Regions from separate parts of the Mus musculus genome. Here region 2 is linked to region 1. A link is a contact called in public HiChIP or PLAC-seq data. All regions are on one chromosome and are shown on one strand. The core of a region is the stretch at or near the end of the contact, and the rest is flanking DNA. Distances in the headings are between cores, read along the strand shown.

Evidence for each region. HiChIP or PLAC-seq counts read pairs in DNA pulled down with a chosen protein or histone mark.
Region 2: a contact with region 1 is called in an H3K27ac HiChIP or PLAC-seq map of embryonic stem cells, with 11 read pairs. The contact joins the enhancer-like site here to the promoter of Slc12a7 in region 1. A contact is called at or near these places in 1 of 15 datasets of contacts at CTCF or cohesin (large pre-B cells), 31 of 484 Hi-C or Micro-C datasets (the C10 cell line, CD4 T cells, CD8 T cells and 18 more), 12 of 115 datasets of contacts at active chromatin or transcription factors (bone marrow-derived macrophages, cardiomyocytes, embryonic hindbrain and 6 more) and 3 of 9 other capture datasets (adipose tissue, liver and pancreatic islet).

The regions. Positions count from the first base shown.
Region 1 is chr13:73,760,447-73,766,864 of GRCm38.p6, forward strand. Slc12a7 (solute carrier family 12, member 7) reads left to right here and starts at 3,251. Exons shown (of 24, transcript NM_011390.2): 1 at 3,251-3,444. The coding sequence starts at 3,321.
Region 2 is chr13:73,824,669-73,831,086 of GRCm38.p6, forward strand. Nkd2 (naked cuticle 2) reads right to left here. Exons shown (of 10, transcript NM_028186.5): 4 at 2,209-2,269; 5 at 1,016-1,143; 6 at 398-493. It also overlaps the pseudogene Gm8062. Among named protein-coding and RNA genes, the nearest start is that of Gm30303, 20 kb to the right of the region's middle. Within about 2 kb of position 3,028, at least 4 of the 459 cell types and tissues checked have an H3K27ac peak or open chromatin away from gene starts, as enhancers often do.

The DNA.
Region 1 (6,418 bases), core at 2,001-4,500:
CCTGTACTGTACCGATGGTCTCAGCTGTAGCTGAATATCAGTGCTTCATTAGGCCTAGATGGTGCCTGTGAGCAAGGGTAGACCTCTGAGGCTGGGGAAGAAGGTGACAAGAGAGCCAGGCCTTTGCATCTTATTTCTTGAGTGGCTTAAAAGCACTTCAGAGGGCTGGAGAGATGGCTCAGCAGTTAAGAGCACGGGCTGTTCCTCCAGAGGTCCTGAGTTCAATTCCCAGCAATCACATGGTGGCTCACAACCATTTGTAATGGGCTGTCTGAAGACAGCGACTGTGTACCCACATACATTAAATAAAAAATTTTTTTTTAAAGAAAGCTCTTCGGGGGCTGGAGAGATGGCTCAGCGGTTAAGAGCGCCGACTGCTCTTCTGAAGGTCGTGAGTTCAAATCCCATCAACCACATGATGGCTCATAACCATCCGTAATGAGATCTGATGCCCTCTTCTGGGGTGTCTGAAGACAGCTACAGTGTACTTACGTATAATAAATAAATAATATTAAAAAAAAAAAAAAGAAAGCTCTTCAGAGGTACTGGGGAGAGGGCCTGGTTGCAAGTGTTTTACTGAATCCTGTAACTCATGTAGCATTTGTAATCCTAGCACTACTGGGAGATGGTGGGTAGAGACAGGTGACTTCTTGGAAGCTTGGTGGCAGTTAGACTAGGCTCTGTGCCAAGAGTGCCAAACTATCTTGAACAAAAGGAAGAAGGTGCACAGCACAAGCCAGCACACACACACACACACACACACACACACACACACACACACATGCTCACACATCACACTTGGAGAGGGAGGTAGGGAGGGGGCACAATGGACCAAGTGATGCACATCTCATTGCAGCTTGAGAAATTTTACAGTCTAGTGCTCATTGAATAACATGTTCTCAGAGTTTCCCAGTCTCTAACCTCTGCATGCGTGGTCTCATGTCAAGAAAAATGTAGTTTCATAGGTTGAGTATTTATGCATCAGATTTTGGGGTCCTGTCTGGAGCAGGTATAAAGTACAGTTTCATTCCGTTTTTGGTAATCCTTGGAGTCAGCAGAACATCACATCCTTCACATGTGTAGGGAGGTGTGGTAGCTGATGTACTGCCTGTCCACTGGTTCTGTGCGCGCTGCTTACTTTCTTTCAAGTTAAAATACCTGGTGCGACATTGGTCCTGAGGCTCTCCATACTGCGCTGATGGAAACCTTGCATCTCAACTTTGTGGGGATTAAAACATTCCCATAGGCTACTCTGCCCTGTTCCATGGGCTCTTCCTTCTCTAAGTCACCAAGCTCACAGGGCACCCCCTCCCCACTCAAGCTCCCAGTGGACCTGAGTGTATTGACAATAATCTTCCTTAGCTTCACCGGGTACAGCGTTCAGTGTTGTCTGAGTTCCCAGCCTGTGGATATCATGCCACAGTAATAGACCTTGCTGGTGTGCAGTCAGCCAGAAGAAATGGGGCTGAGAGACAGGCACATTTGTAAAAAGGACTATAGCTGGGCATGTCTGTACATGTATGTAATCCCAGTACTTGGGAGGTAGAGGCAGGAGGATCAAGAATTCAGTCATCTTTGGCTCTATATCAAAATTTGAGGCCAACCTGGGCTATGAGACCCTGTCTTTAAAAACAATAGAGGGGGAGGGCAGGGAAAGTGACTGGGGGCTATGGCTTTTTGTAAGATGTGTTGGGTATGATACCAGGGTCTCTGAAATGGTAGGAACCCTCTCCTACTGAGCCTAAGTTTCAAGTGTTTGCCAGTCTGGAGGGTGTTCTGAGGAGGAGAAGGTGGTCACTATTTCCACCTAAGGTCCAGCTGAGCAGGGGAAACAGGTGATAGCCCTTCCCTATTTGCTATGGATAGCTCCTGGAGGGAGGTGGGGTGACAGTATGATCTGAGCAAGTTGTGCCCTATCCCCCATAGGAGCTGGAAACTGTATAAGAGGCCATTCCTGAGTGGCCCATGTTTCCCCCAAGCTCCTTCCTGGCAGAGGGCAGAAAGCCGGCCATACTGGGTACAGTTGGGCTTTCCCAGAAATGGCTTTTCTGAGTTAGTTTCAAAATGTTTTATTCTCATCGGTAGGATATGCAAATCCCTTTAACTCCCGTATCTCAGCCTATCCCAGCGGTGTCACTGGTCCGGCAGCTGCCTTCCAGTCCGTGTCCCTGATTGAACTGGGCCAGGCCACCTGGCTGGCCCTGTTCCACAGGTTGTGAGCAGCTCTAGGCATATCACCTGTGTTTCTCTTTGACCATCTAAAACAGTTTTGGGTGACTTGTTGCACCTGGGGGCTATGGCTTTTTGTAGGATGTGTTGGGTATGATACCCTAACATTTTAGTTCCATTCTCTCTTGAAGAATATTTGTTTCCAGTTTTTCACCAGTCTTTCATTGAAAATGCACAAGGTCCTGAAATTCCGGAAGATCTGTGACTTCCACCATGTGGTGTTCTGGAACTCTTTGCTCGGATCTTCCTGTCACTACTACCTTCGGAATTTACCTGCCCTTGGAGCCAAAGGGAGGAACTGCCACCCTCCAAGTTTGGGCTGCAAGGGTTCCCCAGGTTGGATCGTGGAACACTCCTGCCAGCAGGTACAAAGAGTCTCGGGCTTGGCTGGCTAGGCCTGTCCCAGAGCCCAGTGACCTTCTTGGGTGGGATTACTTAACCCCAGGGTGCACAGCGTCCCCTGATTGGCCATTACTCCCTGGCCTAGGTTAGCAGCCTGACCTGGTCAGGGCCTGGGCCCAGATCACCAGCGTTGGTGGAGATGAGGAGCTGCAAACTGAGAGAAAGGAGCCATGACCTGTGGGGTGGTGGGAGAAGAGCCCCACGGGAGTTTGGAATGAGAATGGAAGAACTGAAGCTGTGGAAGTGGTGAATGACAGGCTCTTGGAGGGCGGGAGGGCTCTGAGCCTGTGTTGTGAGTAGGAATGGGAGGAGGACGCGGTCCTGCGGGGAGGAACTGGTGTCTCTTATGCTGAGGGAGGTCTGCATCTGTGGGCAGTTCATTCAGCGGTGGCCTCTAGGGGTTGGGTTTGTGCGTACCGAGTCCTTGAGGGTACAGGGCTCTGGCGGGGCAACCCTGAGACTGTGGCTACAGGGGCGGAGTTTTAAGGGGTGGAGCGTCTGGTGGGCGTGGTCGTTCCGGAAGCCTCCCGACCCCGCCCCGGGCAAACTTTTCCCGAGCCGTGGGGGCGGGCAGGTGAGGTCACGTGGCGGGCAAGGGCGGGCCGGGCGGACCCCGCCCCTACGCCGGAGTCCGGCGGCTGCTCTGGAGCAGCGTGTGGCTGCGAGGGACAGCAGAGTCTAACGGAGCCATGCCCACGAACTTTACGGTGGTGCCGGTGGAGGCGCGCGCCGACGGCGCCGGGGACGAAGCTGCTGAGCGCACGGAAGAACCCGAGTCTCCCGAGAGCGTGGATCAAACCTCCCCTACGCCGGGTGAGCTTGGCCGCACCTGCAACGGGACAAAGGCAGAGGCTGGGCCCTTCTGCTGCCGCTGGGCCGCTCTGACTCGTTGGTTGGCGGCGGCCCGCGCGGCGCGTAGCGGGGCGATGGGAAGGGGTCAGAAGGGCCAACTGGTATCTGCCTGGCTCGGAGGAGTGACCCGAGACCGGGAGAGGATTCTTGGGCTGGTGGTTTGTTGGCCCTGTTCGTTCAGTTTCTTGAATTCAGTGCTCTGCTCCTTGCTTGAGGCGCCCGCTGCATATCTCCCTGTTGGCCTGACTCAGTCAGCCCTGGGGGCGCGGTTCCCACCTCTCTGCATGGCCTGACTGGAGCATCGAGGCTGGAGCACCGGAAACTACTTGGTTTGGCAACTCTGACGGGACTAGGGAGGAGTTGCAGAGCTACTGGAGGTACCTATGGAACGGGAAGGCCCAGGTGTCTAGGTGGTACCTGGGAGAGCTGGAGGTACAGACCCCTGGATGGGTGATCTCACTGACGGACAGCTTCCTCTGGGCAAGCTTTCTTTTGCTCCAGGATGGCCCAGTGTGGTCAACCGATAAATCCGACTGGGATCCCAGATCTGCCTCCACTGACCTTGGACCAGCCAAACTTCCCTTGGGATCTTAGAGGAAGGACAGAGGCCCGTGTAAGCCTGGGGAGGGGGCTGCGCACTCTGAGCGCGGGCTTCTCTTTGCTGCTCTTTGTTCCTTGGATCCGGAGCTCTCTGGCACTTTCACTTTCCACGGGGTGGTGATGGGCCTGGGAATCTCTCTCCATCCTACTTCTCAGCACCCTCTCTGCTGATGGCAAGTCACCTTGAACTGACTGCTTCCTCCCTGTTCCAACTCTCTTCTAGACCTAGATCCTAATAGGCCCTAATAGGTGAGAGGACCCAGCACAGACCTACAGCTGCAGCTGGCCTTGCACCTACCCCAAGTTTTACATTGGAGGTTTGGGCTCCAGGTTCTGGGTCTGGAAGGAAAAGAGGGTGCAATCCTCAAGAGATGGACGGATCTTTTATATATGGCATCAGAGCTTTTGCTGCTCAGAATACAGGCAGTAGAAACTGCGCTTCCTCTAGTCCATACTTTTAGGAGCCTGCATTCATAGACTAGGAGTGCTGGCCCGGAAGTGGCCTAGCCCAGGTCCGCAGCCTGCCTGTCTCACTCTGTGACCCTCTCCATGAGATGCTGGACTGTCCAGCTTTCTCTGCACAGACAAAGCATTCTATGTCTCAGGGCTGCTGCCTGGCTAAACACATAAAATCAGTTGTAAGGTGGAGGCAGAATCTAGAAGTCCAAACTCAGTGTCCATCAGCCAGGGAAGTGTGAAGAGGGTCAGCAGCATCACAGAGACCCCCAGAGTAGAGCCCCCAAAGCCCTTCCTGGTGCCCAGTGGCCTGAGACAGACAATTCTACAATTCTGCAGATGTCCTATATGATTAGTGTCTCAGGCAGAGGTAATTTTCCTTTTGATTCATTTCTTGTTCCCTACAGTATCAGGACTCTCAAGTGGTGCCTGACGCCAGTCAGGGCTGAGGATTCAGCTTCTAGGAAGGGAAGTGACTGTCTGGCTTCCTGAAATTTGCACTGTTAACAAGAGGACAAGCATGCACTTTTAATTCCTTAGTTGTCTTGAGACGAGGTCTTATGCGGCCTTGAATTCAATCTGTAGCTGAAGATGACCTTGAACTCCTGACTGGAGCCTCTAGCAACTGCTTGTATTACAGTAGTGTGTTGCCACACCCACTTTTGTTATGTTTTGTTTTGTTTTTTAAATGAATTGCTGGTCAGGATTGAACCTGGGCTTGGTACTTTGCTAGGCAAATGCTCTACCAACTGAGCCACATCCTGAGTATGTGTGTTTTAATGATCCTTTCACGCTCCAAGCTGAACTTGAGTAACTTGGCTGGGCTTATATAGAACTTGCATTTTGGTGCTCTGTATACTTAATATTTCTATAATGATAATTTTGGAAACTTCAGCCGCTGTACCATGACAGGGATGACTTTGTTGTAGTCACAGTCTGCTGGGGTTTGTCCTGAACTCTTTGCTTTTTTAAAAATTTTTAGTTATTATTTATTTTTGTTTGTTTTCAATTTTTATTATTTTACTTATTTACATTCCAGTCATTGGTCTCCCACTCCACCTCTCAGTACCCCCTCCCACAGTTCCTTATCCCACTTCTCTAACCTCTTGCCTCTGAGAGGGTACTCCCCTCCACTCCCCAGGCCATTCCCTTTCTTGGGGCCTCAAGTCTCTTGAAGATTAAGGGAGAGCTCTGCTATATTTGTGCCAGGGGCCTCTGACTGGCCTGTGTATGATCCTGGTTGGTGGCTCAGTCTCTGGGGGGTAAGTTGAGATTGCTGGTCTTCCTATGGGGTTACTCTCTCCTTCAGCGTTTTCAATCTTTCCCCCAATTCAACCATAAGGGTCTCCGACTTCAGTTCAATGCTTGGGTTTAAGTATCTGCTTCTGTCTCAGTCAGCTGCTGGTAGGGCCTCTTGGGGGACAGCCATGCCAGGCTCCCGTCTGTAAGCACATCATAACATCAGGAATAGTGTCAGGCCTTAATGCCCCCTTATGAGATGGATCCCAAGTTGGGCTGCTCATTGGACCATCTTGTCCTCATTTCTAACAGGAGCGCCAGATACCAGCCAGGAGTAGGGAAGGGATCTCATACTTAGTTTTTTGGTGGGAAAGTCCTGTAGAGGCAGGATGAAGGCTTTTCAAAGGTTGCCTGTGTGGATCTACACCATGTGTGTGGGCATCATTTGTGTGGTCATGTATGTGGGTATATGTGTGGGCTACAGGCCAGAGCCAACTTGCCTGGTCACAGGAGTCATCTTTGAACACTGCAGCCCTGCCCTGTCTTGCCCCCTATTCAGATCCCTTGGTAGTTCTTGGAAGTACCATTTTCTAGAGATGTCTCCTGCGTGTTGCTTGTGATGGAGTGAGTTTGGAGACCT
Region 2 (6,418 bases), core at 1,778-4,277, 64 kb after region 1:
ATTGTCATGGCCAATGAAGATGCTTCCTCTGCCTCTTTTAGACACAGTTCAATGGAGCAAGGACACTCCACAGGCCCAGGCTGCCTGGCCTAGGGATGTCAGAGCTATAGAAAAAGACCGTGCTGGAATTGGTGATAAGACTTGTGCAGACTGCCAGAGTAAGGAGACGCTGATACTAGCTAGGTCAGGATGTTAAAATGGGCTCTGCCTCCCCTTCTGTCTTAGGAAAGTTCTAGTCTCTTCTTTCTCCCCAGTCAGGGCTCACTCTGTCTCTCTATCTAAGGATTCAGACATTATCTATCCATCTGTCTACTGAACCAGATTGGTTCCAGATCTCAAGAGGTCTTACCCCCGACTCCTCATCCTATGGGTGGACTGACAGAGGTGGGCGTATTACCTCTCTGGTGACTTTCCCACTGTTGTCAAAGTCATACAATGTGAATGTCCATTCTTGGCGGTTGTCTTCTTCCACTGAGACGTCACACTGCAGTGCCTGTAGGCAGCATGCAGGGGTAGGAGGCAAGGAAGAATCAACTGGCGCCTGAGACCCGAGTGCCCCAACTGAGGCTCTTCCTGGTTGTCAGCCAGGAAGAGGTAGCTCAGGAGAAGTTGGCTTGCATCCCTCAACCCTGCTTCTTGCCCACCCCCGCCCCCTAGTGAGGAGCCGATTCCATGCTTCATGACTCAGTTTCCCCCCTGTGGCATCTGTCTCTGCTCATGCAAATACTCAGGGTCACTTCGAGTTGGAGGAATTAGGACTGTGTGTTCCTGCTGCTCCCCTCTGTCGTTCCCTGACCAGTAGTGCTAGATACCTATTACATCTGCCTAGCAACGTCAAGGTCACAGCAATACCAGGCAAACCCCCAGAGCATCACATTTTAGTCCTGTGGTAAGGCCTCAGAGAGGCTAAGGAAACCACAGAGCTGGGATGACCATGGTTCCCATTTAGGGCCACCACTAATCATGCTGGGGCCCAGGGAGACACTTACGCAGATGTACACAGGAGAGGACTTACGTCAATGTTCAAGTGCTTCTTGCTAAGTCTCAGTGGACCCTCACGGCTTGCTGCCTTCTCCCCATCATCTGTGCTGAAGAGCTGGCCCTGGCCCTCATGGCCCTCAGACTTCTCAGGGGGCAGCACAACTGAAAGGGCAAGAGGAGGTGAGACAAGGGCCTGTCCCATGTGGGTAGCGTGACTATCTTGCTCTATTCTGTTCTACATGAGCTCTGAGCTAGAGCCTGCTCCTGTAGAATAGGAAAGTAGTGAGAAGAGAGAGGCCTCACTTGGGTTAGTTCAACTATGTATACCCTGGCTGTACTTTGCAGTCTGTAGTGACTTTCAGTGAGCAATCTGTCTCCTCTAGGCTGACATTGTACAGATGAGGTGGGAGAAGGACCTTCAAGATCAAAACAGAGTAGTCACCACTCCTGAGTCCTCCAGGAGAGTGAGTCCCTGTATCCCCAGGTTTTCTCCTCATTTTCTAATGCCTTCATCCAAAACCCACTGGCAAGGCCACATGTGGGCTAGCTGTTGGCCAAGCAGTCTTGTCTCCCCTGACTTCCAGTGTGAATGGATAAGAAGCCCTGTTTCTGGGGCTCACATATTCTCAGGGTCTCAAGCTGTGTCTTGACAGGGGCCCAGGTTGTTGGTCAGGTGTCTGTCCAGGTATGAGCTGAGAGGATGCCCAGTACCTGAGTTGCAGTAGGCAGTGCTAGGAGTCCCTCTGGGCTTCAGCAGATGTCTGAAGGGGGATCTATAGGCTAGTGCACCTACTAACTAGAAGCCGGTAAGAACTCATCACTTCTCTGTGTGGGGCTAACTCCACCAAAGATACACACATATGATAGTGACTCAAGCAGGGTTCAAGTCACAGATTTAGGACCACTCCACCACTCCACAACTGGTGCAGCAAGTGGCCATGACATTAGCTCAAAATTCAAGAGCACCAGTCCATGCAACCCAACCTCCCCACTCAGTCCCAGAACTACATACACAAACCACTGTACAGGGACCCTGTGGCTCAATATTTTGCTTCTCCTGTGGACATATCCGAGCTGCCTGCTTGGTAAGGAATCTCAGGTAACAGGTCTCTGCTTACTAAAGAACTAGCTTCTCTTGCGACTAGGAAGCAACTGATCTCAGTTGTATGCCAGTGTTGAGGGTTTTGTGGTGTGAGTCCTAGGCTCGGGGTAAAGAGCTAGACTTACCTTCTAGGGAACCCTTGTCGTCCCAGAAAGGCCCCTCCTTAGGGTCTCCATTGAGCAGCTCCTGGAAAACAACATGGCAACATAGGATTACGAACTCTAGACTGAGAAGAGCAGAGGAGGACAACAAATAAGCCTGAGCCTGAGACCTCAATAGAAACCAGCATCAGGCCTCTAAGAGGCCTTCTCGGCGTGATCTGTGGGCCCACCTAGACCACCAGCTCCTTCCAGCTTCACACAGCAGAATGTACAAATGTTGTGTGCTAGAGTCATTTCTAGGACTTGGCCTCATTGCCTGGAAGCAAAACCCACTTTCAAGCGAGACTTAGGATCTCCCAGGGCTCAGTCCCAACACTGCCAACCCACATGTATAGAAGCCTCTAATCCAAGAACCCTTATGTGTTGTCACTCTGTTCCTGGCCTAGCTTGCAAAGCTTTCCACCAAAACTGACCCCCCCCCATGGTACCCAGGGTGGCATTCACTGGAGCAGCAAAGGGGCCACGGCCTCCTTCAGGGCTGGGCTGAGGAGCAGGGATGACTGCCAAGAAACATCCTTAGCCCACAGCTGATCCCAAGACAAGTTATGGGAAAACGGGAAGGACTTCAAACACATCCAGGCAACATTTCAGCCAAGAGACTCTGCAGAACAAAAGCTCACATGGTTCTCGTGAATAACCCGCAGAAGCAAAGGCTACAAGAAAGGAAATATAAAACGTGCCACGGAAGCCATCTGCAATCAAAGGGCCCTTCGGGACAGGAGAGCTCGCAGCCCCCAGCCCAGCACTCAGGGCCCCGGGGAGCATTTCCCACCAGTTGTTTCCTGGCATTTCTGTTTGACTCCAGGTGGCTTCAAAGTTTCAAACCCTCAAGGAGATGGGAAGTTGAGCTAAGATTCATTCGTCTGGCAACGTCCCTGGGGATTACATGGGCCAGATGAGCCCTTGGGTTGGTAGCTGGGGACAGGAGGAAGATAAGACTCCTCAATTTTATATCTCATCCGGAAAAAGTATCCCAGGTACACTTTGACACATTCTCACTTGTCAGGGACTACAGGGTGGTCACTAGCCCCTACCCCATTCCTCCCTGTGGATCACATGGGATGGTGTCTGGCAGACATAGGTCTCATTCAAACCCAGAGCATGGAATGACAGAGCATATTTAAAAACCTGATGCCTTTGGGATAAGGTAGGGGGAACATTCTGTCTCTCGCAGCAAATAAGAAAATAACCATGAAGCCCCCACGCCTGAATGGACAGGCTGACTGCTCTGCAGTATGTGAGAAGGAATAGCAGAAATGCTCAGGTACGTGGGACAGAGACGGGGATAATACAGCAGTATTCGGGGCAGTATTTGCTGTGTGAGGCTTGGGGGAGGACAAACCCCAAGTGTTCGTCTCCTGAAAGGAGAAGCCAGGATAGCCTTAGGACTAACCCAAAGTGCAACATGGGGAAGAGAGAGGGGCTCCTCTCTAGGTGTTTGTCTGTCTGTCTTTGTTTGTTTTGGCTGTGCAGCAGTTGTAGGAAATACAGCATTTGAGGAACCCTTACAGAAAACCAAATGGCCAAGTTGAGTGACTAGGGCCAGGAAGTAGGGGACACTCCTGCTCATATTGACATCTAAGAACATACATAGTCTTCCTCTCTCTGGGCCTCCTAACTCATGGGAACCATTATGAATAAGATGCATACATAGCTTGTTAATCTTAGGATGTCACTTCAGGGATTACGCTAGAGATCATCTTAATGAGAAAACCTCCTAATTATTAAAAATATTAGCTACCCACATATGGCAGCATGTGCCTTTAATTCTAGCATCTGGGAGACAGAGGGGCAAGGGATCTCTGTGAGTTCGAGGCCAGCCTGGCCTACTTAGCAAGCTTCAGGACGGCCAGGACTAACATAATGAGAAAGGAGGAGACGGTCCTCATTCATTCACTGATCAAATAACCCACAGCCGGAATGAAGGCTCAAAGGGTCTGATTGTAATGAAGTGCAAGGAATCCGTCCTGGCTCTACGAAACTTTTTTTGTCTGCAATGCATAGTGACATGTCCTGCGACTGGAGGCCTGAGCTTAAGAGAGACAGGGACCAGCTTGTCCCAGCTGAACATAAGGTATGAAATTTAGTAATTTCTAAAAACCTTGGGGCTCTCTCTCTCTTTCTCTCTCTTTTTTTTTCTTTGAAGTCAGAGTAACTCACGGAGCTTCAGCTCCAGATCCTATGAAGTATGGAAACTAGGTTCAAAGACATGAACCTCAAGGGGCTCAGCTTCATCCTGGAGGTACCTCGGGTGCTGTGGCTGACAGCTCCTAGGTCTGATTACAGACCCAGGGGTTGAAAGCTGCTGCTGACAAAACACAGATATGCGGGGAAACCAACGCTGGTGGTAGGTACCACGGAGAGGGTCGAAGACTCAAGTCGATGTCAAGAGAGAGGAGCAAGGGCGAGTGGAGCAAATGTCAAGGTGTCATCCCCTAAGTCACCACACCTACCCTTAGGGGAAAAGTGATGCAGGCGAGAGCAGGGACGATCCCTAAGATTCTCAATAGTTCCTTCCCCTTGGGGGCTCCCCAGACTTATCTCTCCCCTCAGAAAGCTTAAATCCTTCACAAACAGGCAAGTCTCACCTGACTAAGAAACTGGTGGTGGGTACAGCACCCCCAGACGGCGCTACAGCGGAAAGGCTAGAGCTTAGAGTTGCCAGCCTCTGAGTTGTTATAAACTGCCTATCACCACTACCATACTTTATCCTGTAGGTGAGGCTGGAACCACTAGCATTCGTGGATACCTTCCATTTCTTATTAAAAAAAAAAAACAAAAACAAAAAACTTGAGTTTTAGAGCCTTGCATGGGCTATAGACTTTAAATGCACTGTTAGGTGGGGAACTAAGAACATTCAGTTCAAATGAACTTAGTGGAACAGAGCATGCTCAGCATGCATTGCTCTAGGTACAATGCCCAGCACTGCAAGAAAAGAAGAAAAACAAAATAAAGAAAGAAGATCCTAGTAGCCTTCGCGCTTCCTCTTCCTGTAAGTGGCCAGAGGTCACCTGGCAAGATGGTTCGCTACTCTCTTGATCCAGAAAACCCCACAAAATCATGCAAATCAAGAGGATCAAACCTTCGTGTTCACTTTAAGAACACCTGGGAAACTGCCCAGGCCATCAAGGGAATGCATATCTGCAAAGCCACCAAGTATCTGAAGGATGTCACTTTAAAGAAGCAATGTGTGCCATTCTGGCGGTATAATGGTGGAGTCGGTAGGTGCGCCCAGGCCAAACAGTGGGGCTGGACACAGAGTCGGTGGCCAAAAAGGAGTGCTGAATTTTTGCTGCACATGCTTAAAAATGCCGAGAGTAATGCTGAACTTAAGGGCTTAGACGTAGATTCTCTAGTCATTGAACACATCCAGGTGAACAAGGCACCTAAGATGCGCCGACGAACCTACAGAGCTCATGGCCGGATTAATCCATACGTGAGCTCCCCCTGCCACATTGAGATGATCCTCACTGAGAAGGAACAAATCGTTCCAAAGCCAGAAGAGGAGGCTGCACAGAAGAAAAAGATAATCCAGAAGAAACTGAAGAAACAAAACCTCATGACGTGGAAATAAATTCAGCATAAAATAAAGGCAGATAAAGTTAAAAAAAGAAAGAAAGAAAAAGAAAGAAAGAAAGAAAGAAAGAAAGAAAGAAAGAAAGAAAGAAAGAAAGAAAGAAAGAAAGAAAGAAAGAAGATCCTGTACAAACTCTAGCTTGGTCTCCTGGGACATCCCTAAGGCTACAATAATAGGCCAGGGATGCTATAATTGACCAAAGCCACACCATCTGTAGGCAGGGCCACTGTAGCAGATTCTGTCAGCACACACCAGAACCCAGGACAGGGAGGATTCTAGGCACTAGCCCAGGGGTGGCTGGAGAGGCCAGATCAAAGGAGAAAATAAGTGTGTGTGTGTGGGTTAATTCTGGCCTCTGCCTGGTGATTTAAGTCAAATCTGTCCTGCTTACATAGAAATGCCCTTTAATCTGCACTGCTTTAGTTAAGTAGAAGAGCCAAGAGCTTTAATTACATCATATAAAACCTGTACAGAGCCACTGGCCAGACATGCAGCCACTTCCCCAATGCAGCCAAGTCCCTGTGACTTAGGCTAGAGCAAGGCTGTCAAAGGCAGACATTACCCAGCCCTGCTGTGACAGAGTCCGTGATCTCAGAC